Regions from separate parts of the Rattus norvegicus genome. Here region 2 is linked to region 1. A link is a contact called in public Hi-C data. All regions are on one chromosome and are shown on one strand. The core of a region is the stretch at or near the end of the contact, and the rest is flanking DNA. Distances in the headings are between cores, read along the strand shown. Region 1 holds the start of Dlk1 (delta like non-canonical Notch ligand 1). Region 2 has its middle 170 kb from the start of Mir3072.

What was found. A called contact is a pair of places that touch in the nucleus more often than the background predicts.
Region 2: a contact with region 1 is called in a Hi-C map of Schwann cells, with 4 times the contacts expected there. The contact joins the enhancer-like site here to the promoter of Dlk1 in region 1. A contact is called at or near these places in 3 of 12 Hi-C or Micro-C datasets (the Rat2 cell line, Schwann cells and hepatocytes).

Annotation. Positions count from the first base shown.
Region 1 is chr6:134,191,189-134,196,787 of GRCr8, forward strand. It overlaps Dlk1 (delta like non-canonical Notch ligand 1), which reads left to right and starts at 1,409. Exons shown (of 5, transcript NM_053744.2): 1 at 1,409-1,611; 2 at 2,859-2,922; 3 at 3,376-3,506. The coding sequence starts at 1,545.
Region 2 is chr6:134,753,052-134,758,845 of GRCr8, forward strand. No RefSeq gene overlaps it. Among named protein-coding and RNA genes, the nearest start is that of Mir3072, 170 kb to the left of the region's middle. Within about 2 kb of position 4,235, at least 7 of the 93 cell types and tissues checked have an H3K27ac peak or open chromatin away from gene starts, as enhancers often do. A contact at or near this core is called in Schwann cells, where this site is marked.

The DNA of each region.
Region 1 (5,599 bases), core at 159-2,658:
AGGATCAAACTCAAGTTTGGCTGCAAGCACCTTTACCCAGTGAGCCACCTCCCTGGCCCAGTAAATGTTATCAATTCACTTGGCTTCTCCTCCTTTTTGAGCCTCAGAATGGAAAATGGGGGCTTCCCAGCTGAGTAAAAGGCTCTGAGCCCTCGCTGGAGGGGATAGCAGGAAAAAGGGATTGCCCCAGGGACCTGGTAGAATCAATAACCCCCCCCACTCCCATCCTCTAAGCCACCCCTGGTTGAAAGCCACTGTGTGTGTGTGTGTGTGCGTGCGTGCGTGCGTGTGTGTGTGTGTGTGTGTGTGTGTGTCTGTCTGTCTGTCTGCCTGCCTGCCTGCCTGCCTGCCTGCATTTGACAGTGAACATATTGGCGAGACTGTCAACATGTGTGACTGTGAACAAAGATGAATCGGATTGTGTGTACTTTGGTGTAATTCGTGTGTTGGGTGAATCTGGGACAGATTTGGGGACTGGGCATAGGTGTTGCTCTCAGGTGTGTAGCTGTACATGTTGGAAAGAATCACTGCTTTTATGTTTCAGCATGATAAGGCCCAGACTGTGATGGTGGTACCTGCGAGAGGAGGAGGGGTAGGGGGTGACGCACGATGTCGTCGGTGTTTACCAGTGGTCTCCTGTGTTTACAGGCGGGCTGCGTAGAGGGGCGGCATAGGCAGGAGGACTCTCAGTCTTTCATAGCTGGTGCTTCCCCTGCTTGGAGCAGATCGGACAGTGTTCCTGCTGCCCTGGTCTGTGACCTGTGCCTCGGGAGCAGGCATTAAGGTTTGCCTGTGTTGAAAGGTGTGTTTGGGTTGGGGGTCTGTGGAGCAAGTGCATCTGCACCTTCCCCAAACTCCACAATGGCAAGGCTCGTCGGAGGGCTTCGGCTTTTCGTGGTGGTTTTCGTGTGTGCATCTGTGATCATGTGCGTCTTTCACATCTTCGTGGTGTGCGTTTGGGTCCTCCTGGGCTTCTGACCCGCGCCATGTGTGCGCGGGACTCCAGCCCTAAGTGTCTTACTGTGTTTTGTGAGCGTTTTGTATTCTGGGTGCGTACGAGGGCTTTCGCTCGCCTGGCTTGGTTCCTGAGACTTGCGCTAAGCGGGCCTGTGCGAGCGCCGCCACCTCCGCCTCCAGCCGCGTGCTGTCCTGTGTGCGGACCGCGTGCCCATCGTGCGCAGGTACCCGTCTAGCCAAAGAGTGCAGCCGCGTGCGCGAGCCGCTTCCGGGCGCCGCGGCGCTGGGGGGCGGCCCCGCCAGGGGGTGGGTCACCGGGACTGGCCGGCGCCTGCCCCGTGCGCGCGAGGCGTGGGCGTGGGCGGGGGCCGCGGGGGGGTACGACAGTACGAAAAGGCGGCGCGCGGGCCGCAGCGGCAGCTCCTCGGCAGCCGCACTTAGTAGCGTGCGCCCCGGTGCAACCCTGGCTTTCTTTCCGCTGGACACCCGTGCCCCCTTCGTGGTCCGCAACCAGAAGCCCAGCGCAGCCCCCGGAGCAGCCCCTGCACCGCCACCGCTACCCGGACCACGACCCAGGCCGCCCCGAGATGATCGCGACCGGAGCCCTCCTGCGCGTCCTCTTGCTCCTGCTGGCTTTCGGCCACAGCACCTATGGTGAGCCCCCCCTGGCGGTCTGGCTTGCGCCCCCTCTGGGGAAGCCTGCGATGCCCCGCCGACCACCCTGCCGACCATCCCATTCTCCCTGTCCCGTGCGCCCCAAGTCCCGCCCGTCCCGCCTAACCCTAAGCCCCGCACTGTGCCACTCATCCTCCCTGCGCCACTCTTGCGTGTTGAGCCCAATCCTGGGGTCCCAGGGTTTGTGGGAGGTGGAGGGTCCCAGCCCCTTCTCGCCCGGCAGAAGTGGCGTTCAGAGGGGTCTTGTTGCGCGGATTGAGAAGGTATGGAAAAAGGAGACTGCACTGGGAGGTATTCTATTTAAGGGGAAAAAAAGAGCTGAGGTGCAACTTTGTGGGTATCTGTCATGGAATATGTGTTTAGGAATAGGCCTTGGGGGCTTTGGGGGATGACTTTGCAGCCGTAGCCCCCAATTTCCAACAGGAGCACAGCTGGAGCCCCTCCTGCGTGGCGCATTTCTCTAGGTGAGGGGCTGCGACACTTCTGTCTGCAGAGGCCATGTGTCTCTGGCAGAAGAGAGTTGCCCCCTTCCCGCAGCGACCCCAGCTCTTAGTGCGCCAGTAGTTGTGAGTGGGGGTCGGGGGATGTCTGGGAAGCCTGAGAACTGGTTGAGTAAATGCATACAGTAGGTGTCTATTAAAGTGTCAGACTCCCTTAAGAGCGTTGGAATCTCAGAGGCCCTGCAGAGCTGTTGCGCAGTTCTTTTAATGTGACCAGTGCGGGGGCAGGAGAAGTGGGGGAGAAAGGATTTGGTTGCCTGGTTTAACTAGGGTTAATCTTGGGGTAAAATCTAGCTGCTTCACCTGTGAGCTAGGCAGGTGGGCTTGCCTGGGCTTTCTCAAACACCTCAAAATCTCCCCTTTAGGTCACTTTCAAATGGGGGCCTTGACAGAATGACCAGGGGTCAAAGGCTACCCCTTCATTGTCCCTCATTCCTACTTTTAGGGGTCTGGGGGCTCTTTTTTTCTTTGGGGAGAAAGGTGTCTGCTGTGGACTTGGAGAATCAGGGGGATGCTGTGCTTAGCCCATGGCTAGGAGCAGGCAAGATTGTTTTTCTGGGTAGGTATCCACAGATAAGAAATGCCTACTGTGTGCCAGGCTGGCAGGACCCAAGAGGGTCTTTGGAGCCCCTGCTGAGGGGCAGCAGGCCATCTGAGGGAAGATGGTGTTTGTAGTGTCCTTTAGGCCTTGTGGGGTGAATTGCGTACCCTTTTTCTCCTTCTCAGGGGCTGAGTGCGACCCGGCCTGTGACCCTCAGCATGGATTCTGTGAGGCTGACAATGTCTGCAGGTAATGGAGAAAGCTGTTTGGGGGGGCCATGGTGGGGGTAGGATCCTGTGGAGTCTTGGAGTCAGGCTGGAAGGAGGGGGTGCTTTTCCAAAAAAAAAAAAAAAACTGCGTCACAGCTTTCTTGCTTCTGCAGAAAACTGGGGGGAGGGGGGAGAAGAGAGAAGGAGGGGTGCAGGAAGGAGGGGGATCAGAAGAGTGCCTTGCAGGGGGAGACCACTGTAGACCACTGCACCAAATGGGGTTCCTGTGGGGGTCTGGTAGACCCTTGTGTTTCTGCCCCTCAGCACCTTCTCTGAGTTTTCCATTCAGGTGACTGCTGATTGTTGAAAGGAGCCACTGGCCTGGGACTCCACAAAGACCACCAAGTGTTCTCTGTTCAGCAGACAACAGTTCGAGTCTCTGGACCCCTGCTCCCCTCATGTGTCCCTCTCTCTCTCCCCTTTGTCCACACAGGTGTGAGCCTGGCTGGGAGGGCCCCCTGTGTGAGAAGTGCGTAACCTCCCCTGGCTGTGTTAATGGACTCTGTGAAGAACCATGGCAGTGTGTCTGCAAGGAAGGCTGGGACGGGAAATTCTGCGAAATAGGTGGGCACTGAGCTATCCTACCCTCACCCCTTTTCCCTGTCCCTTCTCCCTCCCTCTCCCACACCTACATTCCAGAACCCCTAAGGCTCCCTATTTGTAGTATGTGATCTATGGTGTATATGCACTTCCTGCTGGGCCTCAAATGCCTCCTCAAATGTATAGACATATATATTTTGTTTACCTCAGCACTGCGGGCTCCCAGACTTGGGGTTGGGGAGGAGGGGGAGGGAGTCGCCCGGAAACTGCCTGTTGAATAAAGATTCACAAAAACAAAACCAAAAAAACAAACAAACAAGCAAACAAACAAGCAAAACCCCACCTTGCTTAGGGTGGCTGGACCATGGACAGGGGCTACTTGCGCAGGTAGGATTGGGGAGTTCTGTGTGTGCTGTGGGAGAGGCGATTCTCGGGGGCTCAAACCTCAAGAAACAGGAGCCAACAAACAAATAGGGGAGGGGTGGGCTGAGTGTAAACCACAAGGGAGGACAGGATTGGGGGGGTCACTCAGGTGTTGCAGGGGGCTGATGATGGGAGAGTCTGAGAAAGGGTTAAGGTACAGATTGGTGTTATCTGGTGACGTCAGTAATCTATGTGATCATCATGGATTGGCAGCCATTGTTTCAGGGCCAGTCTCATTTGTCGCAAAGTCCAGGCAACCTGAAGTCCTGGGGAATCAGGGTGTACCTCCTCCCCAAGGTGACAGCCCAGTGGGAAGGCTAGATGTCCAAGGAATGGTCTCCCCAACACTGGACAATGACAAATGGGGAAACCAAGGACCAAAGAGGCAAAGGGTACCCTGAATTGTCTGTAGTCTCCCTCCTGCGCGGTGGTTTCGCAGGTGGAGGAACGTTTTTTTGCTGCAGTTGACTCATGTTTCAGCCATGGCTTGCAGCAGCAGCAGCAGCAGCAGCAGCAGCAGCAGCAGCAACAGCTACTTGCTTGGGGCTGCTAGGAAAACCCACTGACTAGGGCTAGGCTTTTAGTCTGGATCCCTCCATTCTAGATATCTGCACCCCAAACAGCTTTCCAGACAGACGCCTTCCTCTCAGATCCTTCCCCAGGCATGGCCCCTCTCCATCAGATTCACGATGGTTGTCTGGGTGGAAATGGCGGGGGTCAAGGGTTGTCTCAGGAGGGAAATAGCCCCTGGGTAATTGCTGGCTCTCTCCCTCGCTGCCTGCATGGCCACAGCTGCAGTTCAAGCAGAGAATCCCCTCGGCCCCCTCCATGCCTCAGCTGATTTACCCCTGTCTTTGGGGTTGGAGGCTCTGGAGAGTTGGTATTTAGGGAAAATGAGCAGGCATAGTCTGGCGGTGGGGGGTGGGGTGGGGTGGGGGTGGTCGCCAGATCTTTATCTTAAATTCAAGATCCCAATCGACAGGAGTGCAGGGGCAGAGAAGGCCGAGCCAGCTGCAAAGGCCCTTTGCACTAATGTTTTGCTGGCGCTATCCCGGAAAGATAAATCCTCTTTATGTTTTCTTGCACCGCACAGGGCTCCTGCAGGTTTTTCTGTTGATTGACACTGGTCTCCCCTCAGTCAGGGTGCAAGGCTCTTTGAAAAAGGAGAGGAAAAAAAAATTCTCCCTGTGTAGCTTTAACACCAGGAAACCCTTGGGGTGGGGTGGGGGCGCTGGCTGCCTTCACTTGCAGTCTCTCTGGCTAGCCCTGGCTTTCTACAGCTCACAATTATTGAAGACCGACCCCTAGGGATCAGCAAAGAGAGCTTTTTTCCCCCTTTTATATGGAGGGAAACTGAGGCAGAGCAGGGAGGAGCTGAACTCTGTGGAGCAGCAGGTTGGACCCGCACAAAGGTTCCTTTCCTGACCTTGCTGAGCGGCTGGGATCTCCTCAGTCAGAGAACCCTTGCCCAAGTCCCTTTGTTCAGTTCATCCCTGGCTTGCTGAGCCTGAATAATGAAGTGGTCCTGACAGGGGGTGTTAAAACACAGCAGAGATATGGCAGTGCTCATGGAAGCCGGCATGGACAAGAGAGCGTTCAATAGTTCTAATTTTGCTGCCTTCAAAAGATGCAGCCTTTTTATCCCTAGACCCCCTTAGTTCAGAACCTGAGAACAGAAGGGACACGGCTTGGGG
Region 2 (5,794 bases), core at 2,985-5,484, 560 kb after region 1:
TAAGACACTGATGTTCTGTATTCTTCTGCCCTCCATAATGTTTCATTTTAAATCATTTCTATTACTGCATCTTCAGCTCGATTCCTCTTCCCCTCTGGACACTTAATCCTCTGCTAATATCGCCAGATGTATTTTCACTCTCAAATGCTGTTTCTCACTTCTTTGTGTCTGGCCCACATCTCCTTCTATTGCCCATGTCTGTTTAGTGCACCCTGTGGTTCTTTGTGCTTCCAGAACATGGAGGACAAAGTTATAAAACTGTTTTTGGATCCTACCCATTGATTCCATCTCCTAAGGTATTTCAGAGTCAATCTGGATTCCTTGAGTTCTTATGCAATTCTACCTTATCTTATCTATCTTATTTTATTTGACTAGGCCTCCTGTAACCAAGACTGGCCTTGGATTTACCACGTAGCTGGGATGACCTTAAACTTCTGACTCTCCTGTGTACTGAGATTACAGATATGCTCCACCAGGAACCCTGGGCCTCATGAACACTAAACAAGCACGTGCCTCTGCTCCAGTGCATACATGAGTTATTTATTTTACATCTGGTTCCCAACATATTTACTCTATTAGAAAATAAATGTTTACATTCCTATAAATAGTATTAATCTCTGTTCTCAGACATAGTTAAGGTGCTTGGAAACTGTTTCATTTACCCATAGCTTCCAGATGGGCCCAACCTTTTGACATTGAGATACAAGCTGTCATCCATGGAGCTCTCACTTGAGAACTTTTTAAGCTAGATTTTTTTTTTTAAATCACAAACAAGTCTCTTTTGTTACCCACAGACTGCGGACTGGATGCAACTTGGGGAGCTCTAACAGGTAGGATCCAAGTGTCACTTATCCACCACTGGGGCAGCATCTACTGGGATACCCTTCCCAGCTCATGGGAGTGCACTGAGAAGTACCCGCCATTGTCTTCAGAGCCGGTGGGAGCCAGCCTTGTCACTAGCCCTGTGTGAGCCTGCTACTGTCACACCTGAGCCGACCAAGCTCTGCTGAACTCTGAACTCCCAAGAGGGACCATCTACAAGTACATCCCCAACACGATTTCCTTCCCTTCCTCTGTCCTAGGACTCCAGCTGTATCAGCCTTCCCAGTTCCATGAGAAAGACCCCAGGCTCTGTCTTGGTCTCCCTCCCTGTGGCATGCCTGGATACTCTCCAGACAGGGCTCACATGGTTTTTTCCCTCCATCTTGGGATTACCGTCTTGAACTGACTTGAACTGTCTGACAGTTCATGTCTAACAGTTGTTATTCCATGTGTTCTGCCCAGATTCTTAGCTGTTGCAGAAGAGAGGCTAAATCTGGTCTCTCTGACATGATTTTTGGCCTGAGGTAAGAGTTCATCACATGTTAACTGCATGCCAAACAGTGACTGAGTGCCAATGGTTACTGAACACAAGGCAGACTCCACCTAGGTGTCAGGATGCTCTGGGCAAAGCTCTAACTCTTCTCCCTGGGTCAAGCACCGAAGGGAAGAGGGACTGGTTCGAACTGGAAAAACGAAAAAGGAATCTTAAGACATCCATTGTCTTGTATCATATGTCTGGCGGTAGTGACCACCGAGAGAAAAGCAATGTCCAGCTACATTTTAATAGGAGAGTGAGGAGGAGAGTGTCTCATCTGGTACATGAGACACTTCTCTTTCCTTGTCCCCCAACTGTTCATCTCTGTGCTATTAGAAGTGTCTCAGGGAGACCAGACCCACTTCTCTGAAGAGGACTCCAAACATTGGGCTCTTGAAAGAGTCATTGAGACATTTCATGTGATGCTCATGTCCTGGGGGAAACAGAAAGGAAAAAGTGGCCTGAGGAAGGCTTGCTCTCACAGCCCGCAGCCCAGTGCAGCCTAGCCCAGCGGTAATTAATTGGTATACATGCTCTCTGAGTTGACAAGTGTTTATTCTACAAAATCTGGGTCTTGGATCCAACAAGAAAGTGCATTTTTCCTGGTGAGCGTCTGGTCTGATGAGGCCTCTTGTGACAGGGCGGCTTGCTGGACAGCACACCCTGGTTGCAGCACGACTTCCTAAAAGCTCAGAGTTTCCACAGTGAGTCCTGGGGGAGTCCCTGCCCACATCCAGACCCAGTGCACTGGCCTGCCCTAGGCAAGGTGCTTCTGTCCTCCAGGGGCCTTCATGATTCCACTGCTGTCCTTGATGGGAGCCCCTGACCACAGCCCTGCTCTTGTGACTGTGGCAGTCTTCAGCTGTCCTTCTATTAGTCTCAGAGGCACTCTGCCCCATTCCAATGCTCACCTGTTTCCCTGAACTGAGGGCTTGAGTTCTACCCCCATCCACATTCACAGGAGGATCGCCCAGCCCCTCAGGGATGGTGTCGCCCAAGGAGCTTCTGTGCAGTGACTAGATCCTAAAGTGCGTCTCCTCATAGTGGAATTAGTGCCCTATGATAATAAGGGCTGGAGACTCTTACCCCTTTCCCTCCAGTGAGGACTCAGAGAGACAGGGCTACATCTCACAGAAGACCCCAACCAGTACCCCACTTGCCAGCTCAATCTTCACCTTCCAGTTGCCAAATGCCTGGTGCTTATGGGGCCTCCTGGTTATGGATACTGGCTAAGACCACTGGTATTGATCTCTGGTCTTCCTCAGCTCTGCCTATCTTCCCTTCAGCCTTTCCTTAGCCCCGCCCCTCACCCCCTCAGTATCCTCTCCTAAGGCCCACCCACTTTCCCTTAGCCCCGCCCCTCATCACTCAGTACCTCCTCTCCTCAGTCCCATGTTTTCCTCTTCAGGCCCACCCACTCTCATCTACTGAGTCCGCTGAGGAACAGACCCTACAGAGAACTCTTACAGCCTCTGCCCACTGCTCTTGTTTCCCATGTCAGAGATTCACCACAGGTGCCAGGAATCAAAGGACTCTGGGTCTATCTCAGCCACCAGAAATCAAGATGTCCCCTGAAATCTTCTCGGTGTACGTGAGGCTCAGGGTCTTTGACAAGAAAATAGGTGGGAAGCAAGCAAGCTTTATTAAAATAAGATATATTTATTTTTATGTTTTATATATACATATATAAAACATATAACATATTATATGTTATTACATATACATATTATATATGATATATATCATATATATATATATATATATATATATATATATATATATATATATATATATTGCAAGTGTGCCTGATACCCAAGAAGGCCAGAAGAAGGCATCAGAGCGTCTGGAACTGGAGTTACACATGGTTGGGAGCCACCACGTATGAGATAGGACTAAAGCATGGGGCCTCTGGAAGAGCAGCCAGTGCTCTTATCCCCTGAGCCATCTCTCAGCTCCCAAACCTGGTTTTCATTTGGGCATTTTGACCCTAGCTCATGGACTTCTGCCAAATCTTGCAGCTTTTCAGTTGCACAAGAACAATGTCTTAAAACTTTTGTACGACTTTTCTAAAACTTAAAAAAAAAAAAAAAAAAAAAAAAAAACAACCCTGGCCTTCTCATTTCTTTCAGGCACAAACCCTGAAGGAAGGAAAAAGCAACCCAAAACCTAAACCAAAACAAACAAACAAACAACAACAAAACAAACAATAACAAAACCCCGTAAGTAACAACAGTCTTCCTGGTAGAAAGTCAGGCCTTGGGCGGAGGTGATCCATTTCAGGCAAGGACTAGGTCTGTACCCTGGGACCAGCTACACCTGAAGTTTGGCTCTCTACAGTCCCTGAGCATCCTGGGGCTTCAGGGATCTGGGAGGCAGAGGGGAGGCAGCCTATTGAGACACCACAGGAAATCCTATATTATGGGATGCAGGGGATTGCAAACTACCTGCTAAGTGACCAAGCCAAGACCCCAGAAAGTCCCCTCCTGCCCCTCACTCGTCCATCTGTCTGTCAGCAAGTCTTGGCTTTGAGTCACAAGTTCGGCCCACCTTTTGCTCTGGGTTGGGAGGACTTTATGATTTTTAGCCAGGCGGTCGGTGGACGGTCCCTTTCCTGAGCCCTCTACACATTGGGTGGCTTTCCATCTGCCCCCGTCACCCCATACCTCAGGATCTTTATTTGTAGACTTGTTCACAGAGCCATTGTGCTGGGTTAAAATGCAGTTTTCAGAAAGGCTGTCTAGATCCCTGATGGGGGTGTGATTTATTAACATGTGAATGGCCTCTGTCGCTGGGAAATCAGAAGAATTTTGACCTTGCCAGTACAGCCTGGCCCCTTCTCCCCACCCCAGGAGAAGCTTTCCCTAACCGTCTGGGCCTAGCGCTTTTTATGATGCAGATTTCGGAGGGCGAACACAAAGAGAGGGTCTACAAGGGCAGAGGCAGGGGTGGCACGGGGGGTGGGGGGGGGGAGTAGGCTATAGTGCGGAGGGTGGGAGGCAAGGAAGAAATGGGGTGGGGATGGTCAACACAGCACGTAAGGGTGAACTCCAGGGTTCTGCTTTGGTGTGGAGAAATGTGGAGAAAGGGCTGCGAAAGCAGACAGGAACTGAAAACGAAGTCCGGGGGCGGGGCGGCATCTACCTCTATCACAAAGAATCCGGAGTGAGAGAGGGGTGGGGTTGGGGAGGCAGGGATCAAGGAGGGTTGTGCCAGTGCCAGGGTCTCTCTGCAGGCTTCTAAGCCGGAGGCTAGGTATGTGTGAGGCTTTGCTGGGTGCAGACACCGGCATTTCTCAGCCTGCCAGCGGGGCGGGGTTCCAGCTTCTTCCTTGGTCCCTGGTTGCTCTTCTAGTCAGTTAGGCCCGTGGGGTTCACTGTCCTACACCCAGTCTCCTACCTCCTCCCAGGGAGCACCTGTGGTTCCTTGGGCACCGAGGCTGCTTGTGCGCACAGAGTGGTTGCTGTGAGAACCGGGAATATATTTGCTCCTTGGGAAGAAAAGCTAGACTTGTCACGGGAAGGATTGCACACAAAGTAAGCCAAGCATGGGGCTGAGTGCAGAGAGGGCCAAGGCCCCTCCCCGGGAGAAGCTGTCCAAGTGAAGAACTGCCCGCAGAGTCCACAGAGCAAGAATATATTGTCCATTGGCAAAGGAATATGTGGGAAGGGAAATGGTGCAAACATTCTCAGCACGTGCAAAGGCCCTGGGGCAAGAATATGTGTGTCCTGCGGGTAAAGACTCCAATATGGCTGAGGCATTGTGTATGAAGCCCCAAGTAGAGGGAACACTGGGTTTTACCATAAGATCTTGTTCAAAATTTGATTTTGACAGCTACTGCAAGGAGTAGTGAAGCCAGGGAGTCTTCCAGGCTTCTTCCTCTGTCAAGGTGCACTCGAGGGTGTGTGTGTGTGTGTGTGTGTGTGTGTGTGTGTGTGTGTGTGTGTGTGTATGTGTGTATGTGTGAACTCTGGGACATTGAGGCAGAATCCTTTCTTTGGCACAAGACCCCTTTGCCCTTCACCCCTGACTTTGTCCCAGTGCTGCCAAGGAAGCTGGGTGGCACAGCGGGTTGCCTGTGCCTGAGTGAGGACCTGTGGTTGCAGAAACAGCTGGAGGGAAATCAATTTGTTCTTTGCTACAGTCAGACATGAACCAATTAGAGCAGCCCCGTGGGGCCTCTGTGCTCAGGGAAAGTGAACAAGCCAGGACCTGTTAATCCCTGCTCCTACCTTCCACCAGGCTGCAAAGTGAAGGGTGCTTGCCGGAACCAAGACGAGCCTGTTCCCTCCTCACTGCTACCCTGGCACACACTGTACCTGATCTTTAGCTGTACCCAATGCCCAGGGTCTGGGTGATTTCAGAGGTGCATCGGGGCTGTGCACAAGGTGGTCTGAAGAGCACCCACCTCAAACCCCCAATACCAGGATGGGCCTCCAT